Regions from separate parts of the Pan troglodytes genome. Here region 2 is linked to region 1. Evidence: chromatin contacts called from public HiChIP or PLAC-seq data. All regions are on one chromosome and are shown on one strand. The core of a region is the stretch at or near the end of the contact, and the rest is flanking DNA. Distances in the headings are between cores, read along the strand shown. Region 1 holds the start of MALSU1 (mitochondrial assembly of ribosomal large subunit 1). Region 2 holds the start of IGF2BP3 (insulin like growth factor 2 mRNA binding protein 3).

Region 1 (4,414 bases), core at 1,174-3,673:
TTATACTGTCTTCTAGCTTGCCTCAGGTTATAAAATATTATTTTCCGGCCGGGTGTGGTGGCTCATGCCAGTAATCCTAGCACTTTAGGAGGCTGAGGCAGGCGGATCCCCTGAGGTCAGGAGTTTGAGACCAGCCTGACCAACATGGAGAAACCCGTCTCTACTAAAAATACAAAATTATCTGGGCCTGGTGGCGCATGCCTGTAATCCCAGCTACTCAGGAGGATGAGGCAGGAGAATCACTTAAACCCGGGAGGCGGAGGTTGCGGTGAGCAGAGATCGCGCCATTGCACTCCAGCCTGGGCAACAAGAGCAAAACTCCATCTCAATTAGAAAAAAAAAAAAAAAATCTTCCTTGCGGTCACAAGAGAAAAGATTTTGATATATCCTAACTCAATAGGGCTGGATATTTGCTCCCATATGTTTCACTATCAAAGAACATAAAATGAATTCATGCAAATTCTGAAAATTTGGGCTTCTTCTGTAACTTTGTATGATGGGTTTACCCTCTAAGTGTTGCTCCTTGGCCTGATGCACTGTCACTACTCCACTCAGTTAATGGTCCAAAAGAGAAAAGAAAGCATCCTACCATTTTCACAACGTAGAAGGCCATGGCATGTAAGTGTCGGGTAGAAGTTCCACTAACAATCACAAAGTAATCTGTATATCTCATTTCTGGAGGAACCTGGATCACACAAATGTCTCTTGCATTTTCTTGCCTCAGAAGTGAAACCATCATATCGATGTCAAACTTGGGACCAGTATGATCTGAAATGCACAAATAGTTGTTTGTATCAGGATGGCCAAGCAGATAGACGTGTATGCACCCAGAGATGCCGGCAGCTGACTGTTCCTCCATGAGGGTGTTTAGATCCAAAGTGTTTTTACAGATAGCAGGGTAAAGGCCTCCTGGAAGGTGAACCTGGGCAGTAGTATCATAGCACCGCTCAACTTTTATGGTCAGGGTGCTCAGATTACGCAGAGCCACTATACATCCTTCGCTATTAACCATATGCAAGTAGAACCAGACACCAGTGACAAATGACTTTCTACTGACTAATACTTAAAAGGAGCAATACACCACAATCACAGAAATGCTGTGCAAAGAAAAACAGCACCACAAAATGGGTAGGAGGTGATATCCTGGAGCATATTAAATTGAATCTCAGTCATAACGGGTCACAGAATTGTGAGCTGGAAGGGCTCTTAGGTAGTATCTGGTCCACAACCTTCAGTTGAGAGATGAAGAAACTGAGGCCTAGGAGAATTACTGTGGCCTAAGATCAGTCACTGAAAGAGCTACATTTTTGAGTAATTATTATTTTGAACCTTCCAGTTTTCATATAAAACCACCGGGTTATTAACAACTGTTACCTATGAAAATCTAATTTTTTTTCCCGTAAAGATTTAGATATTCTGATCTTCAGCTTGGAGTATTACAGGCTGTAAATTTAAAAGCTCGCCCAAGTTCTAAAGCCGACTCCAAAGGACCTAGCAGCTAAGCCCACTAAGGCCTCTCCCTCTCATACTCTACATTCTTAGATGTGATTTACCATTCTTAAGTTTCTAAAAACGTCAGCAATAACGAGAGGATATTAACTTGGACCCATCTCCTACTGGCGCTTCCTAGGCACCCCTTCGCACCCAGACCCTGGCTCCTCAGAATCCTCAAGCCCCAACAGTCCCCACAAACCCATTTCCCAGGATCCTAGGAAGAGGGTAAAAGGAAGTGAGGACGGTGAGACTGTGATGCCAAGGGTGGGAGGTGGCCGTCCGGGAGGCTGGGATTTTGCAGTTCATCTCTTGCCCTCAATTTCTTCACTGTGAAACGGGAAGGTTGGCGCCAACAACCTTTGAAGTCCCTTCCAGCTCTGGATGTGCAGGAGTTTTGTGACTCCAAAAGAAATGCACATAGAGGGGAACCCTGAGCCACCTTGGCTGGGACCTGACTCCAGACTGCCCGGAGAGGGTCGCCTTCGTTCTTCTCCACGCCCGTACCTGCCGCGTCCGATTCTGGGCGTCCCTCGTTGACCGTCCCCTCCGCCCGCTCCTCCAGCCCAGGCTCGCTGTGCAGGCCGCGGACAAAGTTTGGGGTCTGGCAAGCCCGGCAGAACGCTGCTCCCACGGGAAGCCGCTGCACGGCCAGCAGCCGAAGCCCGGGCTCGGCTCCAACCGCGGACCCCGCCACCGAGGAAACCGCCCTGCGCCACATTAGTGGGGCGAGCAGCCGCGCCACACGGCCGCCCGGCCCCATAGCAGCAGCCTTGCGTCGGCGTCGCAGGTGGGTGGTACTTCATGGAGCCCGGCCGGGAAATTCTACGTCGATGCGTGGGCGGAGTCAAGGCCTGAAGGACGGACCATGGGCGGAGTCTGCAGCCCGTGAAGACTGCAGTGACCCGGAAGAGCTACTTGGGGATTAGGGCGTGCGGGAATAAAGAACTGGTGTTGCTTGCCCACCTTGCTTTGCTTTGTGTCGCAGTAGCGCATTACGTGTCACTTTTTTTTTTGGACTCTGTCCACTAATGTAAGGCTCATGAAGGCAATAATTTTTGTTTCATTTTTAACTGTTCTCTCCACAGCACCTAAAACAGTTCCTGGTACTGAATGTCCAGAAGTTGCTGTTAATCTGATTAGGCTGGGATTAGGACATATAATCTACCCTCTCTCATTACCAAAAAATATTCAAGATTCCCTTGCAAATTTGAAATTGCACGAGGAAAATCTGTTATCCTGGGCTAGAGTGGGGTGGGAGGCAGAGGTGTAAAGGACCATTTGGAAACCGTTCTTAGGTCAGCCCATCATCTACACTCCCTGTATGGAGGAGTTTACGCCCAGGGGCGGTACTGTGGGGACCAGCTCTGTAAGAATAAGGAATTCTGAGGTGCCAGCTGCGGTATTAAGTCACAGGACTTGAGAACTGCGATAGATCCCTGGCACGGGTGGGGGGTGGGGGGTTTTGGGGGCGTGGGACGCGGCAGGGAAGCAACTTGCCCAGGTCATACACTTACTGACTGCGTCAGAATCAGAAGCCAGTTTCTGGCTTCTGAACTCCAGGCCTGCTAACTGCTGAAAGGAAGGCTTCATAAAGAGCAAATATTTCAAATGCCTGAAACAATGCCAGACACATAGCAGGCACTCCAAAAATGTTTGCTACATTATTTTAAATAATTCCAAGCACTAATTTTGGGAAGTTTTTTAAAAATAGAGAAATTAAGCATTTGTGTATATCACACCAGATATGTACAACCACTTCAAGTTATTTTTGAAAAGAAGAAAAACATTACAGATTAAGTTTCCTCTGTCCAATTTTAGCCCCATCCTCAATTCCATTTTTCCATAGGCATGAACTTGGCTTTTCTCCCAGCTTCTGGCATCCATTCCGTGTTCCCACCCTTCTCTGAACATCCCAGACCTGCTTTACCACCTGTATTTGCCAGCTCATTTAATGGGTCATTATCCCTTCAAAACTCCCAAACCCTAGACTTCATTCAGTCCAGGATCTTCATACAACAAACGAATCTGTTGTCAAAATCCTGCTTATGTGACCTCCAAAATGTTTCTGTGAGTTCAGCTTCTTGTCTTCATTTCCACTGTTTCTTCCTTAGTCCAAACCCTCATTAGTTCTTGCCTAATTACAGAGACTGCCTCCTACCTGGCTTTCCTGTCTCCAGTCTGTTTCTACTCTTTTCATCCTCCATGCTGCCCTTCTATCAGCTAGAATCATTTTCGCTTTATCTGCTTTTTGCTGTTTTTCAAACTCACCATACCCTTTTTTATTTTTATTTTTTAAAGAGATGGGGTCTTACTCTTGTCACCCAGACTGGAGTACAGTCACACAATCATAGCTAACTACATCCTCAAACTCCTGGGCTCAAGTGGTGCTCCTGCCTTAGCCTCCCAATTAGCTAGGACTACAGGCATGTGGAACCATGGCCAGCTAATTTTTGTTTTTAATTTTTTTAAAGACAGGATCTCACTATGTTGCCCAGGCTGGTTTCAAACTCCTGGCCTTAAGCAATCTACCCCACTGCAGCTGTGAGTACAGGCACAAGCCACCATGCCTGGCAACCTCACCATATCCTTTCAATGCCAAGCTTTGCATATACTTTTTTTTTTGAGATGGAGTCTCGCTCTGTCACCCAGACTGGAGTGCAGTGGCACCACCTCGGTTCACCGCAACCTTTGCCTCCAGCGTTCAAGCAATTCTCCTGCCTTGGCCTCCCAAATAGCTGGGATTACAGGCACGTGCCACCACCCCCAGCTAATTTTTGTATTTTTAGTAGAGACGGGGTTTCACCATGTTGGCCAGGCTGGTCTCAAACTCCTGACCTCAAGTGATCCACCCGCCTCAGCCTCCCAAAGTGTTGGGATTACAGGTGTGAGCCACCGTGCTTGGCCACTACTCTTTTTAGAG
Region 2 (4,414 bases), core at 854-3,353, 160 kb before region 1:
AAAATAAACAATTTATTCCATGCTTTAGAAGTAGATATTTCCTTAGGTCTCAGTTTTAATAAGAGCAAATACAGTCAACCCAGAAGCCATAGTTGAATTGATTTTGGAAGCAAGCTGAACACACACAATTTGTTTTTATGAAAAATTACTAAAAGTGTTAAATGATCAACAGGTTGTAAAATTTACAGTGGTATTGAGAAGTGCAAATATTACCAAATGAATGTATGAAGAACATTTCTCCAAATGGCTTTTGTTCTACAACAGGTACATTTAAAATAAATCCATAATTTTTGATATTTACATTTTGCATACCACAGAGGCCAAAAGAAAGAATACATTTCTTCTTTAGAACTAAAGTTATTTTAAAAAAAAAGAAAAAAATGCTTTTAAAAAGTTCAACCTAACCGTAAAGAAAAATTTTACCAAAACGTTCTTTCAAGGCTGAGCTCTTAATTCAGTTACAAATACTGTAACACAAAAACACGTCTGTCCCCCTATTTTATAAAGTAACAACATTTCATTAAATTAAACGTGAATGAAATTATTGTGAAAGTGTGTTTACGTTTAAAATGTTGGATTCGCTTGGCAGGAAAGAAAAACCTGTAAGAAAGAACAGTTGCATTTAAAATGGATGATCTGACACCTTCCGGTTCCTTAACACAAAATTACAAAGTAAGTTCCCTTTAAAAGACAAAATGTAAATACTCTTTATATCATGCAACAATTCCCATGTTTAAGTCTACCATTCACCTTTTAAATGAAAAATACACATTTTAAAATGCTAACAACGGTTTTGATAGAGAAGCAAGGCTGTATCAATTACCGAAGATGTTTCCAGTGTAAATCATAATATTTCCTCTATTCAGGATACCTTTTTTCTACCAGTAAGAGTACCAAGTCATTAAAGATTCTTGTCTATATTTTCATGTTATATAGAATTTCTTTCACTTAAAAAATTAGAATTTTCTATCTTTTCCATAGAATACCTGTTAAAAATATACCTGTTAAAAACACACAAGTATCTGGTGCAAATGAAACCTTTGAGTGGAGTACACAATCTTTAAACGACAGTTGGAGATTCCACTAGAACCCCAGCACTGCCTTCGTTTCCGTATTGCTCGTCTCCAGTTCACATTTTGTTGGCCCACAAGGCTCCACCGGGCCCAAATCCTCCCCCGACAACCACCATTGTACTCATTACATATAAAGAAAATTATGTATGGCTCTCATGGCCAAATCCAGGCAGAAAAGAGGCAGAAAGAGACTCGAACAATTTTTCAAATGCGAATACCACCTAGGGGTAATGCACGACGGTCTTCCAGTTTTAAGTCTCAAGTTCTCCAACTAAAATTACTTAAATAAAAGTACCAGCCTACTCCACTCCTCCCCCTTTAAAAACTACAGGAAGAGAGGGTTTCCCTTTACCGACTTTTCCCACTTTGACTTCTCTCCTCCAGCGGCCCAGGCCCCCGACGACCCCAGCCCCTAGCCAGAAACCTCCGCCCCTGCACTCCCCTCCCCCACCAGTGGCCAAGCCCGCCCCCGGCCTCATTTATCCTGGAGCCTTTTCTGAATCGCGCAACCAATGGCAAACGCGAAGCCGAGAGCCACCGCGAGCGCAGGCGGAGGCGGAGGAGGTGTCGCCCAGACACCCGCCCAGGACGCTGCGGGATCCCATCCCCCACCACCCCGGGCCCGGGCCGCCCCCACTCGCGCGGTGCCCGGGGCCCGAGAAGGGCGCACGGGGTGGGGCGCGTCGTCCGCCTGTCTTGCCCCCACCGCCTGCCCCCCTCACCCACTCCCCCACCCCTCCTCGCAGCATTTCCGTCCATGCCAGCCTTAGAAACGTGCCTGCGGCTTTGCTGGGGTTACACTTCTAATGCCATTAAAGCCACCAGGCGAGTTCGGGATTGTGACTCTGGTTTTGTTGTTAATAACCTATTTTGAAAAATCGAATGATTAAAACTACGGTAACTAGAGCTGAGGAACTGCCTGTTAGTACCTCTGCCCATTTCCTCATTAAAAAAAAAAATCAATATTCCAGCCCTCCCTCCCAGGATCCGCCCAGACCAGATAACCCTTTAGAAACTCGAGTTGTGACCGTCAGCGCCCCGCTTGGTGCCGGCTGCGGTTCCTTTAGCATTTTCCTTCTTCCTCCTCCCCCTTCTCAGAGTCCCTCTCCCAATCTCGTTTCCCCTCCCCCTCTTCCTCTCGCTCGCTTTTTTCTCCGAAACCCACTCTAATTGAGGCTCTGGGATTCCTCACGTGAGACGTTGATTTGTAGTTTGAACACGTGGCTCATTCAAAAAGCCGGACACACGGAGCGGATTTTTTCCGCCTCCTGCGCCTTCCTCCCTCCTCCTCCTCCTCCTCCTCTCCCCTCCCTCCTGCCAGTCACCCTTCTGGGTTTTTTATGGGGAGGCGGCGCCTGCCTCACGTAGTGTGATATTTTCACAGTCCGCTGGCCGAAGCCAAAGGGGTTGGGAAGGAAGAGACAAAAAGTAGTTTTTTCCCCTCCTCCTCCTCCTTTCTCTTGCTAATCCCGCCTCCTCCTAAGACTTAGGAAGACTGGTGGATGCGTTTGGGTTGTAGCTAGGCTTTTTCTTTTCTTTCTCTTTTAAAACACATCTAGACAAGGAAAAAACAAGCCTCGGATCTGATTTTTCACTCCTCGTTCTTGTGCTTGGTTCTTACTGTGTTTGTGTATTTTAAAGGCGAGAAGACGAGGGGAACAAAACCAGCTGGATCCATCCATCACCGTGGGTGGTTTTAATTTTTCGTTTTTCTCGTTATTTTTTTTTAAACAACCACTCTTCACAATGAACAAACTGTATATCGGAAACCTCAGCGAGAACGCCGCCCCCTCGGACCTAGAAAGTATCTTCAAGGACGCCAAGATCCCGGTGTCGGGACCCTTCCTGGTGAAGACTGGTTACGCGTTCGTGGACTGCCCGGACGAGAGCTGGGCCCTCAAGGCCATCGAGGCGCTTTCAGGTGGGCCCGGGCCTGGCCCCACCCGGGCTCTCGCCCCAGCCCTGCACCGCCCGCCCAGGCCCACCGGGTGGCTCCGCGGGCCCCAGGCCCGGCGCGCTGGGGGAGCGGGGGTGAGGCCTGAGCGCCCACACCCACGCGCGTGGGGGCCGGGGCTCTCCTCAGCTCCGGCTCCCACTCCGGCCCGCGGCTCTGCTTCCCCGGCCGGGGTTTGCTGGGTGAGGGCGGACGCGCTGTCAAGAAAGCCCCGGCGCTGGCTAAGGGGGGCGCGGGGCTGGGGGAGGCGCGCTCCCCCGGCGCCCCGCCCGGGCCCAGGCGCGTGCTCCAGGCCCCGGCACGCTGGGCCTCGGGGCCGAGCTAGAATGCCCGCCTGTGCCTCGTTCCTTCCTGCTTTCCTCGGTCGTTATTTACGGCGCTGTCTGTGCTGCGCCCCGAAACCCCCGGCCGTGGAGAACGGAAAGTGGCCTCGACCGTGCTGCCGAGTGAGACCGCGAGGCTGGTGCTTCGCACAGGCGGCCCCGCGCTTCCTCCCCACCCTGTGGGAGGAGAGAGTGTGTGCCCGGTTTCCCCGTTCCACCTCCCCTGGTCCGACGAGCGATAGGGGCAGGTGGGCGGGGGCGGCTGGTCGCCTGGAAGGGAGTCGCCGCCACGCACCGGCCGCCCGCCGCTCTCCGGGCCCTGGCGCGGGGCTGCGGCCTCCGGGTATGGCTCCGCCAGGGCGAGGGACGGTGCCGGGCGGAGCAGGACGCCCAGGGGGAAGGCTGCGTTGGGGTCCCCATGGGAGCCCCGTGCCTTTCGGCTTCCCTTTTAATCAATTCAGACGTGGTGCGGGCGCCTCGCCGTCCTTCGCGCCTGGTTCAGCCTGTGCCGAGCTGCGCCTCTGCCAGTTCTCCCGTTCGTGGTCTCCCCTGCCGTCCCCGACCCTTTCCCGCCACTCCCTGTCTTCCTCAAGCCCACCGCTGAGTGTTCCCGGCGGGTCTGGGCTGAAGCAGAGGGCAGGGCCAGGGCGCCCCCTCCTGAAGAAAGCCAGGGGAGCCCCCTGCCCCGAGTCTGCCCTGTGGAGCGTGTCCAGGGCGGTGAGAGGGTGGGCCGCGTCCCTCTTGCGGGCCTCGTGGTGTTGGTGGCCCCCAGGGGTGGGTGGGGGAGGCTTGGAGACTGGACTGATACCCAAGTAGTGGGCCCGCCAGCGGCCCCTGCTCCCCAACCATCTGCGAGTTAAATGCCCACGCCGCTCGAGGGGGTCGGCTTCTCCCTCCGCCTGGAGCCGCGTCCGGGCCTCGGGGGCCCTTCGAGGGCCTCAGGAGGCCATTTGTGTCGCCGCTTGGGCAGTGCGGGTCTTCGGGCAGGGAGAGCCGCTGAACTCGGCCGACCGTCTCACTTCTTGTGTGTCCGCAGGTAAAATAGAACTGCACGGGAAACCCAT

Evidence for each region. HiChIP or PLAC-seq counts read pairs in DNA pulled down with a chosen protein or histone mark.
Region 2: a contact with region 1 is called in an H3K4me3 HiChIP or PLAC-seq map of stem cell-derived excitatory neurons, with 4 times the contacts expected there. The contact joins the promoter of IGF2BP3 here to the promoter of MALSU1 in region 1. A contact is called at or near these places in 1 of 7 Hi-C or Micro-C datasets (stem cell-derived neural progenitor cells) and 1 of 1 datasets of contacts at active chromatin or transcription factors (stem cell-derived excitatory neurons).

The regions. Positions count from the first base shown.
Region 1 is chr6:29,123,835-29,128,248 of NHGRI_mPanTro3-v2.0_pri, reverse strand. MALSU1 (mitochondrial assembly of ribosomal large subunit 1) reads right to left here and starts at 2,423. Exons shown (of 4, transcript XM_001157652.5): 1 at 1,999-2,423; 2 at 590-768. The coding sequence starts at 2,254.
Region 2 is chr6:29,288,287-29,292,700 of NHGRI_mPanTro3-v2.0_pri, reverse strand. IGF2BP3 (insulin like growth factor 2 mRNA binding protein 3) reads left to right here and starts at 2,103. Exons shown (of 15, transcript XM_001157593.7): 1 at 2,103-2,994; 2 at 4,387-4,414. The coding sequence starts at 2,820.